Regions from separate parts of the Mus musculus genome. Here region 2 is linked to region 1. The links are chromatin contacts, called in public ChIA-PET maps. All regions are on one chromosome and are shown on one strand. The core of a region is the stretch at or near the end of the contact, and the rest is flanking DNA. Distances in the headings are between cores, read along the strand shown.

The links. ChIA-PET counts read pairs in DNA pulled down with a chosen protein or histone mark.
Region 2: a contact with region 1 is called in an RNA polymerase II ChIA-PET map of memory CD8 T cells, with 17 read pairs. The contact joins two enhancer-like sites. A contact is called at or near these places in 3 of 39 promoter capture datasets (frontonasal cranial neural crest, liver and second pharyngeal arch cranial neural crest), 2 of 115 datasets of contacts at active chromatin or transcription factors (bone marrow-derived macrophages and memory CD8 T cells) and 2 of 9 other capture datasets (embryonic stem cells and liver).

The regions. Positions count from the first base shown.
Region 1 is chr17:87,341,524-87,346,842 of GRCm38.p6, forward strand. It overlaps Ttc7 (tetratricopeptide repeat domain 7), which reads left to right. Exons shown (of 20, transcript NM_028639.3): 14 at 544-616; 15 at 5,018-5,178. Among named protein-coding and RNA genes, the nearest start is that of Gm52284, 37 kb to the left of the region's middle. Within about 2 kb of position 2,993, at least 97 of the 459 cell types and tissues checked have an H3K27ac peak or open chromatin away from gene starts, as enhancers often do. A contact at or near this core is called in memory CD8 T cells, where this site is marked.
Region 2 is chr17:86,955,641-86,960,959 of GRCm38.p6, forward strand. It overlaps LOC115488765 (hapless 2-like), which reads left to right. Exons shown (of 3, transcript XM_030250169.1): 2 at 2,338-2,420. Among named protein-coding and RNA genes, the nearest start is that of Rhoq, 4.8 kb to the right of the region's middle. Within about 2 kb of position 2,546, at least 59 of the 459 cell types and tissues checked have an H3K27ac peak or open chromatin away from gene starts, as enhancers often do. A contact at or near this core is called in memory CD8 T cells, where this site is marked.

The DNA.
Region 1 (5,319 bases), core at 1,743-4,242:
CAGCCTGGACCTCACAGAGATTTCCTAGAGTGAAGAGAGCAATAAGCCTCCTTCCTCAGGCCCCACTTTGCTCACACCCAGCCCACCTGAGCCTCCCTCTCCAGGCCTGAACCTACGTGTTCCCTCTAAGCCTTCATCCCCAACACAGAAGTGACAGGGGTGTTCCTGGGAGGGCCTGGCTAGGTCTTCTTGTACCACTTTGATTGGAGCACGTGACCCAGCAACCTCCCTCTGGGTCAGGCTGTCCCCCAGCCACAAAAGCAGGATATTCTAGTCCTAAATAACACCTGAGGCTTCCCCACCTCTCCCAGCCAGCGTTGCCGTCCCTGGGGCTTCTAGGTCAGGCAGGAGGAGGCCTACATCCTCCTCAGGGCAGTACACTGCCCCTATCCCTGTCCTTCCCTTCCCTTGACATCTGTCACCTGTGTGAGCCATCGGCTGCCATCTGAGAGAGGCTGGCAGAATCTCCCACCATAATGCCCACAGCACCCAGCATGCTGCTCACTTGATAGGAGCTGACTTTTGACTCCCTCTCTCCTGCAGAGCCCGGGAACTGGCACCCGATGATCCCCAAATTATCTTCTATGTCGCCCTGCAGCTGGCCCTCGTCCGACAGGTGTGTTGCCGAAGTTTCCTAACCCTCAGGCCCACGGGGCATCTGACCTCCTCTCTCTGTTCCTTTGGTGTCCTTATCTTTCAAGTGAGCATCTTTGTGAAGGGTCTTCTCTGCTGATTCTGTCAGTGTGGTTACACCTCAGCCCACATAGGCAGGCACACAGGCAAGGTTATTCTGCGCCCTGACTTTTCTTAGAATCAGGTAAGTGACCACAACATCATTTGCTCGGTGTCCTGCACCCTACCTCCAATGCAGGGAAAGAGTGAGTGATTGGCACATGGGGCTATTTCTGGATTAGCTACTGTGTGACCCAAAGCTCTTCCCTGACCCTAGAGACACCACCGCAGGCCCTGACCTCAGTAGGGTCCGTCCATCCACTGACAGCCTTGGTCCTACTAAGACCATCACCAGCACGGCCGCCCCCTTTTTCCCCACAGACATCCATGAGGTCAGCGTCCGGAGACCCCCAGCCGCCGTCATAGCACTCACTCCCTTAAATCATGCCTTTCAGAGTCTCTGACTTTGTGTACCCTGCAGACCTCAGACTAGGGCTCTGGTCATCTCTGGTGACCTCAACCCAGTGCATACTGACTCTCACACACACCCTGACTGTTTGGGGACTACTGTAGGTGACCCGAGACCCCAGTACAGATCTCCTTTCCTGCCACTGGGAAACACATTAAACTCCAAGCTGCCTAGAGAAATCCTCATAGACCCTGTCTCCAGCAGGGCACGGTGTGCAACCTGCAACCCTGACACTTGAAAGGCTAAGGCAGAACTCTGAAGACCGAGGCCAGCGTGGGCTACTGATGGGAGTTCCAGGCTAGTCTGGAATACACTGTAAGACATTGTCTCCAGAAACCAAGCAGAAGAGAAAAAGAAATCTACATTCATACATAGCCAACATCCCATACAGGGACATGACCTCATCGTATACCTGAAAAACTGAGGCTCTTCTAAGCCTAGGAACTGTTGGAGCCAAGGGTCTTTGCTCCGAAGTCCATTCTGCCCCAGCCAAGGACCTCCTGGTCCCCTTGGAGATAGGACCCTTGATCCCTGCCATACCTAGCCTTTGAGCAGCTCGGCTGTCTCTTCTGGCCCAAGGGCAGTGGACTCTGCCTTCCTCCCCCTCTTCTTCCCCTGGAGCCCGCTTTTCTGACCTCACTGTGTGTTAAGCCTCACTACTGAAAGCCCTTCCTTCTTGCCTTCCCTGGACTCCTCATGCCCATGCAGCCTGACTTGTCAGTCTGAGCCCGTCTCTCAGTTCTTCCCTCCCATGTCCCCTCCCGCTCCTACTGCCTGCTGTCTGCTTCTCCTCCCCCGTGACTCATTCACCACTTGGTCACCTCTGCCCTTTGGCCACCTCTGCCCTTTGGCCACCTCTGCCCTATACCCGTCCTGACTCTCAGGCCCTGGCCTAGGCCCTGCTTGCTGCATACCTCTCCTCTGGAGATATCACATAGCTTCTGGAAACAGATGGAAAGTTACCTGAGACTGCTCTATTTTTAGCCATCTGTAAAGGAACCTGGGAGTTTGTCTTGCCAAGCTCATGAAGGATAAGCCTTCCGTGGTGCATTTTTTTAATCTCTTCAGTTATCTGCCTATCTTGATGAATAGTGCCCATCTTCCAAAAGCAGTGCTGGTCAGGCCAGTGGAAGCCGGTGCTCCGTTTCCTCAGGGACACCAGGTCTAGAAAGCCTCAGAAGGTTGAGGGCCTTGAGTGGGTTCTTAAGCTAGAATCTTCACCCATTTGGGTCTCTGCAACCCTACCTTCTGGCTCTCTCTGCCTAGAGCATGGCTGGCTGCCCTGATCTATGACATCTGGGGATTTGGAGGGTCTGGTCTGATGAATCACTGGACAGGACCAGACTTGGAGAGTCACATGAACTAAGATGGTAGCCACACCAATCTTAGCTGCTTCTTCATGTTCCTGACCTATGCACAATTCTAGACCTGGCACTTGGTGCCTGTAGCCTCCTCCGAGGCCATAAGGAGACCATTGATGAAGCTGGCCCAGTGAGACTCCAACGCACCACAAGGAATACATGAGGCCGGTGTGAGCAGGACTCTTAGAAGTGTCTGCAGAGGTCGATGGTAGAACACATGCTTAGCATATGAGAGGCCCTGGGTTCAGTCTCCAGCATAGCATTAAAAAAAAAAATTGAGCCTTATTGTGGACGGAACCTAAAGCAGAAGTAATACAGTTGCCAGTGGGCATTCACCCTTGGGGTAGCAGGGAGAAGCCTCCAGTTCCTTTGTTGTGGGGTCTTGGGGGGCTTAAGTGGGGAACACAGACGGGTGCTCTGTAGAGTGTGTATCATACCTCAGCCTCCGAGCAACCACGGGTTGCCTGTCTGACCACATCCTACTGCAGAGGAAATGCAGACCAGAGGGGTGTTCCTGCCTCACCCTAGGTACCAGCAGAGCAGTGTGGTGCACACGCTACACCCTACTCAGGAGCCAAAACGTTTGGCCCTGTGAGATTGTGAGAGGGGACGGTGTTTCTCCATCGGTGTCCTGTAAAGTTGTTTTCCTTGCTGTGGTGAGCATGAACAGAGCGATGGAGGAGCCTGGTATGTGCTGGGCTTGTTGTAGCCGGCACACTGCCTAAACGGGCCAACCTAACCCTCCTCCTTCCGGCCTGGTGACAAGTCTCTCCCAGCCCTCTCTTCTGGTTATGTAGCCGTGGTGTCCACAACCACCAGGGATAGGTCGGTGGCTGAGGAGGAGGCATCCTACAGGAGCAAGGCTTTGCAGTGAGGGCAGCTTTTACTGAGTCAGCAGGGAGAAGAAGCCGCGTGCGTGCGTTCTGGGAACCTGAGCTGAGCTGGACAGCCAGTCTGAGGAGGGAGGTGATGGGATGCCACCGTAGTACTCTGAGCCTGCAGTGTAGGAGAGTTAGCTTACATCAGAGATTCTCAACCCCTGTGGTGGGTTGCAACCACCACAGTTGTCACATATCAGATATCCTGCATATCAGGTATTGCGATTCATTACAGCAGAATTACATTACAGCAAAAAAAAAAAATGCAGTTATGAAGTAGCAATGGAATAATTTTACAGTTGGGGACTGTATTAAAGGGTCATAACATTAGGAAGGTTGAAAACCACTCCCCTACACTGAGCCCCGCATTAGCAGGCTGATGGGTCTTAGCAGCCTGTCCTAACCAGATCTGAAAGGCCAGCCCCTCAGGATGGGGCTGCTCAGACAGACAAGAGGTTAAAGGACACACAAGCACATCCAGCTGTGTGTACCGGGCCAGCTTGATTCACCCCAGTGCAGCATGGGCCTAACCTACAGGAAATGAATTACAGGAGGCAGGAGCTCCGGGGGATAAGAGGCCCAGATCTTTCAAATTGGCAAATAAGATGTTGCTTTCTCTATCGGCCTAATAGTCTCCAAAGAGCATGCTGTTTTGATTCAGATAGCAGGTGGCAGGTAGCCCCAGGTTCCCTGGAAGCAAGAGATCACCTTGCATGTGTTTGCTGAAGAAGGAGGAGGTAGTGAAGGGTGGGCACACACCAGGACAACCCAGCCTCCTTTAGTAGGTGCGTGTTTCCACTGGTGACGATCAGAATTTCCTTCACTCCTTAATATCTGTGGAAACATCCCAGGCCCTGTGGAGGGTTCTCAGGTCAGCCCATGTGAGGAGATTCACTGAACTTTCTGACCTCTGTGGTCCAGCCAGGGCAAGGGTGAAGGTACCTGGTAGAATCAGACAGAGAAAGATCACAGAGATCTTACGATCCATCCTGAGACACGCTGGGCTCCATAGAGCTTCCTCAACAGAGGAGACTATCAGATTTTTTTTCCCCAATCCCAGCTAGGAGCGAGGATTTGGTAAGGCAGCAGAGGCAGGCTTGTGTTATCTTCCTTGCCTGTCTGTCTGCAGGACTCAAAGCAGTGGGAGCCCGTGGTCCTTCGCTCCACACCAGGGAGGCACACCCAAGCTGTAAACACTTGGGCTCTGTATGTCAGCAGGTCTGCCCCACCAGAGGGAGGGAAAAGCTTTGCCTCAACTGCGGCACTTCTTAGACTCTTTCCATGGCTTCCTTGGCCATGATGCGATCTGGCCTCACCTTCCCTGTCTAACCTTACTAAAGAACAATACTTAATTATAAAGTCGAAAAACACAGAGTACGAAAACCGAGACCGCCGTCTAGCTGGGCCGCACACTGCTTTAGTCATGCTGTCCCACCTACCTGGAGCGCCCCCTGAGTGGACTCTGTTGACCCCATTAGCCAAGCTCTGGGAAGGGGCTTCCCCTTGTACCTAAGGCTCCCTACTCTTTCCATTCAAGATGCTTGCTTCTGGTGTCCCAGGCTGACTTGAGGAGGACTGAGCCATTCCTTGCTGGAATCAGAGTCTAAGGTCCCTAAACTGGCGGTCTCTCCCGGCAGATCTCCAGCGCCATGGAGCGTCTTCAGGAGGCCCTGACGATGTGCAGGGATGATGCCAATGCCCTCCACTTGCTAGCGCTGCTCTTCTCTGCCCAGAAGTATTACCAGCACGCCCTGGACGTCATCAATATGGCCATCACCGAGCATCCTGAAAATTTCAAGTGAGTCTCCTGGGGTCACTGCTGCGTGGAGGGCTGGCTTGGTCACTGCATGGCTGCCTGTGTACGTCTCAGCCTGACACATTGCCAGCCAGTACACAGGGTAAAGTGTCCACTGCATAGACACTGTGAGCAGAGCAACAA
Region 2 (5,319 bases), core at 1,296-3,795, 390 kb before region 1:
AGGATACTTTATGAAAATGTGCTTCTGTTTCTGTTTTTCTTTTGGTGTGTTATTTTTATCATAATTTTATTTCTGTAGATGTTATACACCACACAAAATCTTTTATTTTGGTTTAGATAGTCATTTACCTCGTAAAATTGTTTTAATGACAAAGAAAAGTGTCATATATTTGCTTACATATTTTACCACCTTTGGGCTCTTAATTTCATTGTATAGATCTGACTTTTCATCTGGTTACAAACTCAGATAGATGGCTCCGTTTAGACATTGTCTGCTCTTCCAGAGGACCCAGCTTCAATTCTCAGTCCCAGGGAATCTGATGCCTGCTTCTGGCTTCCTTGGGTAGCAGACCTGAAAGTGGTACACAGACATAGATATAGGCAGAACACCCATACACATGAAAAGCAATAACACAATTTTAATTAGAAATATTTAAGCCTTTTGTTATCTGAAAAAACAAGTTACTTTTGCCTTGCACTTTGGAGGGTGGCTTTTGCTGACTGTGGAATTTAAATCATGGTGCTTTCCTTTCCTTCTTTTCAACGTTATAAAGATTCTCTTACACGGACTCAGGTTTGCAGACGAGAAGTTGGTTCTTGTTCTTTTTTTTTTTTTTTTCCTTTTTGCTCTCCCATTTTTTCTTTGTATTATCGATTTTTAGTGATTCCACTATGAAGTGCTTGTATGATGTGCTTGTATGAAACTTTGTGGTTTCTCTTGCTTTGCATATGTGGAAATTCTTGATTAATAATTTTCATAAAACTGGAATGACTTGAAATCATTACCCCCTTTTTAGATTCCAAACTTATGTACACATAAAATCATTTAATGTTGCCATGTGTGAGGTATGTGTGCATGTGTGTGCATGCACACACGTGTGTGTTTCTCTGTGTGCATGTTCTTTAGTTTGGGGGGTTTCTATTGCTAAGTCTCCAGTGTCAACTGTTGTTTTCTTTTCAATGTCCAGTGAATTACTCCCTTCAAGTAGTGAACACTTCAGGTCTAAAACCTCTATGTGGTTCTAAAAATAACTTTTCTATTTTCCTCCTCATTACGTTCATGCTTTCCTTTAGATCTTTGTGCACATTGCAAGCTTGTCTGCTAATTGCCTGTGTTGCCATTCCTGGTTTGTTTCTGTTAACTGTGCGTTTCCTGTGGTGGCTGCAGCGTCCCACCCACATGTAAGTGCCGTCCCTTATAACATTCGGAAACAGTTTTTTTTTTTGTTTTTGTTTTTTGGTGTTTTGTTTGTTTGTTTTGAAAGGAAATAAAACTGTAATTCATGTAATGTATGTTAAATAGCCCAAAGAGTTGTTTCTGAGCTTTGAAACCTGGGGCTGAGAACATAGCAGAACAGACCAGGACATGCCCGGGCAAGCCCATCGCCTCCCTAGCTCCCACCCCTCTGACCTAAGTTAAACATTACAGACTGCTGATGTTTAAATGGACCAATCATGTGAAACCGTGCCAATTCCTCCCCCAGCCCCACTCCTTTTCTATAAAAACCCCTAGCTTCCAAGCCTCGTGGTCGAATCCACTGTCTCCTGTTATGTGAGATACGTTTCGACCCGGAGCTCCGCCATTAAAAAACCTCTTCTTGTTACATCAAGGTGTTGTGTTCTATTCGTGATTCTTGGGTGCACGCTGAATCGGGAGCTGAGTGGGGGTTTCCCCACTGAGTTCTTTCAGTTTGTCTTGCTGGACACCTGAATTTTGTTATTTAAAAATACAGATTTCTTTTACCCAGCAGTGTTTATAGTGAACTTGCTCCTTCCGAGGCTTGTTTCTAAACCTTGTTGGGGAAATCTCTAAAGTCACATTGACACTAGAGCTATATATAACCGATCTACTGAAGCTGCCATTGAATTCCTTGGACTCTTGAAGTCACTACACTGGCTTGGTTGAAACCCAAACATCTCCTGGATTATTGTGAACCTTTGTCCTTTGCTGACAGTCCACATAGGCAACTTGGTAGTCAGTAACAGACCAGGGGACAAGGGGCCCCTCCTATAGAAAGTTAGGGAGGCAGCAGGGCTTACACTACTCTGTCCCTTTCTCCAGGAACTTGACCCTGGACTACATACAGTTTAGTATTTGAGAAACAACAGTTTTATGCAATTGGTGCCATTTTCAAGTTACTTACATTAAGAACAGTCCGGTTCTGTTGCTTGCTATGGTAGAAGTGGATAAGGCTACATTGCTTACATGAGGGACATTCAGTGGGGTTATCTGCTTGCCCGATGCCCCTTCTCAGGAGGCTGGTTCCAAGCCACAGAAACCATGGCTGATTAAACAAACAAACAAAAAAAAAGGTGTGGAGACTCCCAAGTGAGCCAGAGAGAGCATACGGGGTAGCAGAGAGACTAGAGGAACTGTTGAAGATCGACGTGATGTCCAGCACACACCTCAGAGCTTTTCCGGTAGGAAAACCACTCCCAGCACCGTCGCTGTCCCCCGGCTGTCCACAGTCTGTGTGTACACCTGTCACTTTGAACCAGGAACGTAAGCATGCCAACCACATCCACAACCACCGCCCGCTCTGAGGTGCCACTTCCCATGTCAGGAACTGCCTTACGTAGCCACCACTGAAGCTGGGCCTCCAGGGGGTGGGGCCTATAGTTAACCCAAGTTTCACTAACTTCCTAACGCTGCGGACCCTGTAATACAGTGGCTCATGTTGTGGTGAGCCCGAACCATAAAATTATTTTCATTGCTACTTCATGCCTGAAATTTTGCTACTGTTATGAATCGTAATATAAATATTTGATAGGCAGGATATCTGAAATTTGACCCCCAAAGGTGTTGCAACCCACAGGTTGAGATCCACTGAACTAGAAGCTGCTTAACATTCAAAATGTGTTTCTGAAGTTCACTGACCAAAACATCCACTGTGACAGAATAGGGACAGATGAGTTGGGCTGGTATATGTCATTGCCACCACCTATATCTACATACCTCAAGTATCTGTCACTTCTGAGCCAGAAACTCAATTACTGCACTCTCAGTACTGAAGCATGGGATAAAATACTGATTTCATTTCTCAGGCAAATTTGTGACCCATCTTTCTTTGAAGTTTATGGAAGGGAACAATTTCCAAATTATATTTCCAGCAATCTCCAAGGAATTATAATATTATATAATAATATGTCCAGCCCTCTCCTCCAGCTGAGCAGTGGATGGTTGATAACACAGGTCACAATGACTGCTTTCCTATGCTTAGGCAGAGTGGAAGGCAGAAGACTGAAAACAAAAAAAGTCCCTAAGGACACATGAGCTTGGTACGGGGTATAGCCTGAATTTCTGGGAGGTGCTAAACTGGAAAGGGGAATCTAGTTACATTCATTTGGAAATGAAAGCCAAGTGAGGTGATTTTATTAGATTTGCTCATTAAGGTCCAACGACTTTTAAGAACTCGACACCATGTTTAAGCCATTAGTACCTCAGCTCAAAATTCGGTACAATGTATGTTACCAGAAAAAGGGATGCAGACGGGAAGGCAAGAGTGTGTAGGAAGGGGAAGCACAGGTCTGATACGTGGCCAGAGGCTGTGACTTGTCAGTAGAGTGCGGGTGGCAGGAGACACCTCCGTGCTTATGTGGCTCCATCTGAAGACAGGGACAGTGTGGAAGGAGACAATCGTTTTACTTCCTTATTGATCACTTCTCAGAATGAGCTTCAGGGAGGGAAGGGAGACACCACAGAGGTTTGGAGTGAGCCTGGGCTCCATCTTGTCTACCTCCACACTGGACCTGACACACACATCTCCCATTGAAGCTGTCATTTCCACTGCACCTTCGGAAGACCTAGGGACTCGGCTGAGCAGCAACCAAGATGTGATGGATGCCTCTCCGGCAGAGATTCTCCTTCTTAACTGCTGTCTATCACGTCAGAATTACAGAATCTAGTCAGAATGAAGGCTGGGCCTCGGAAGTAAAGGCTGAAGACATCCAAAGGGTCCCAACCCCTTCTCACGATGATGGTTTTATGAATGGAGTATAGCCCCAGTGTTAGGTAAAAGCCACCCAGCATTTCACTGGCTACCCTGACTGGCTTAAGGATGAAGTGAATTTAAATTATCAGATGAAGTCTAAGGCTTTAGTTTAATTAGTCAAGGAAAACCTGCTGGTCAGAGTGGCAAACAGAAGATGTAAACCCTCCTCAGGCTGTTACCAAACTCCATGGATACTGTCATGTGACCATTCTTGAGCCTCACTCTCTTCTTCATGCTCATGGCAATCCATTGCTTGCTCTTACACACTCTCTCCCCAACTCTGCCTGACCTTAGCTCTAGTCTCCAAACCCATACCCTAGGCCCTGAGTGGCCTCAAGTGACAGGCCGAGATCTGTCATTTTCCTTATCTGCTATCTTTGCTGTTTTGTCATGGAACACACAGCAAGTAGCATGAGCTTGGAAGCGCACCTTTCAAACCCTAGCCCTGCTACTCAGCTGGGAGACTGAGCAAGGTTCTGACTGTCTTTGTGTGTTTCTTACCTTGGCTATCATGCGAACACGATAAGAGTCAGAATTCCTTTGGTTATCAGAGGCTAAAAACTAACTTCAACTCATTCGGCAAAAAGGAGAGCTGAAATAGTTCAATCTGCCCATCTGAAGGAGCCAGTAAGGACTCAGGGACAGGAGGGTCACAAACTTAAAAGGGGGGTGGGGACTCAGGCAGGATGTGTAAGAGGAAAGCCTCCAGTCAAAGCGCCTGATGGCAGACGTGAGGCAAATGGTGCTGACCTAGGCAGATGGACTAATAGCTGTCTACGAGTCCACGAGTCTTATCTTGCAGAGTCATTTCAGAAATAAAGTAAGATTATCTCCATCGCTGACCACCAAGTACTGAGTGACACACAGGTACCGCACACAGCAGCACGCGGCCAATCACTCCCTTGTTCACCATGCCCTTGCTTTTAGGACCTCTGCTCACCTACATGATGCCTTTGTCTCTTGCTATCGAGATGGAGATACGTTCTCTGAATGTACGCAGCCCAGCGGGATAAGGTTTGACAAATAACCTGTCCACTTCAGATGATCCGAATGCCCGAGAAGTTCTGCGCTGCCCTTCCTCGGCCAGCATGCACTGTCTGCTTTCCCCAGGCCTCTTCCTATGACCTCAGAGCCCCAGGCCAATCATACCGTAACTTTGCAAATCCTTCCACAGCACACCCACAGCTATGCGCTGCTGCCTCCCCGGCTCCTCCAGAAGTCTGTTCTTTATTCCCTCCCACAGTACTGATTACATTATGTAGCAACTATCTGTTTTCCCATCAGCTCCTTCCCGCTCCCCCTCTAGTGACTGTGACTTGCCAGCTCGA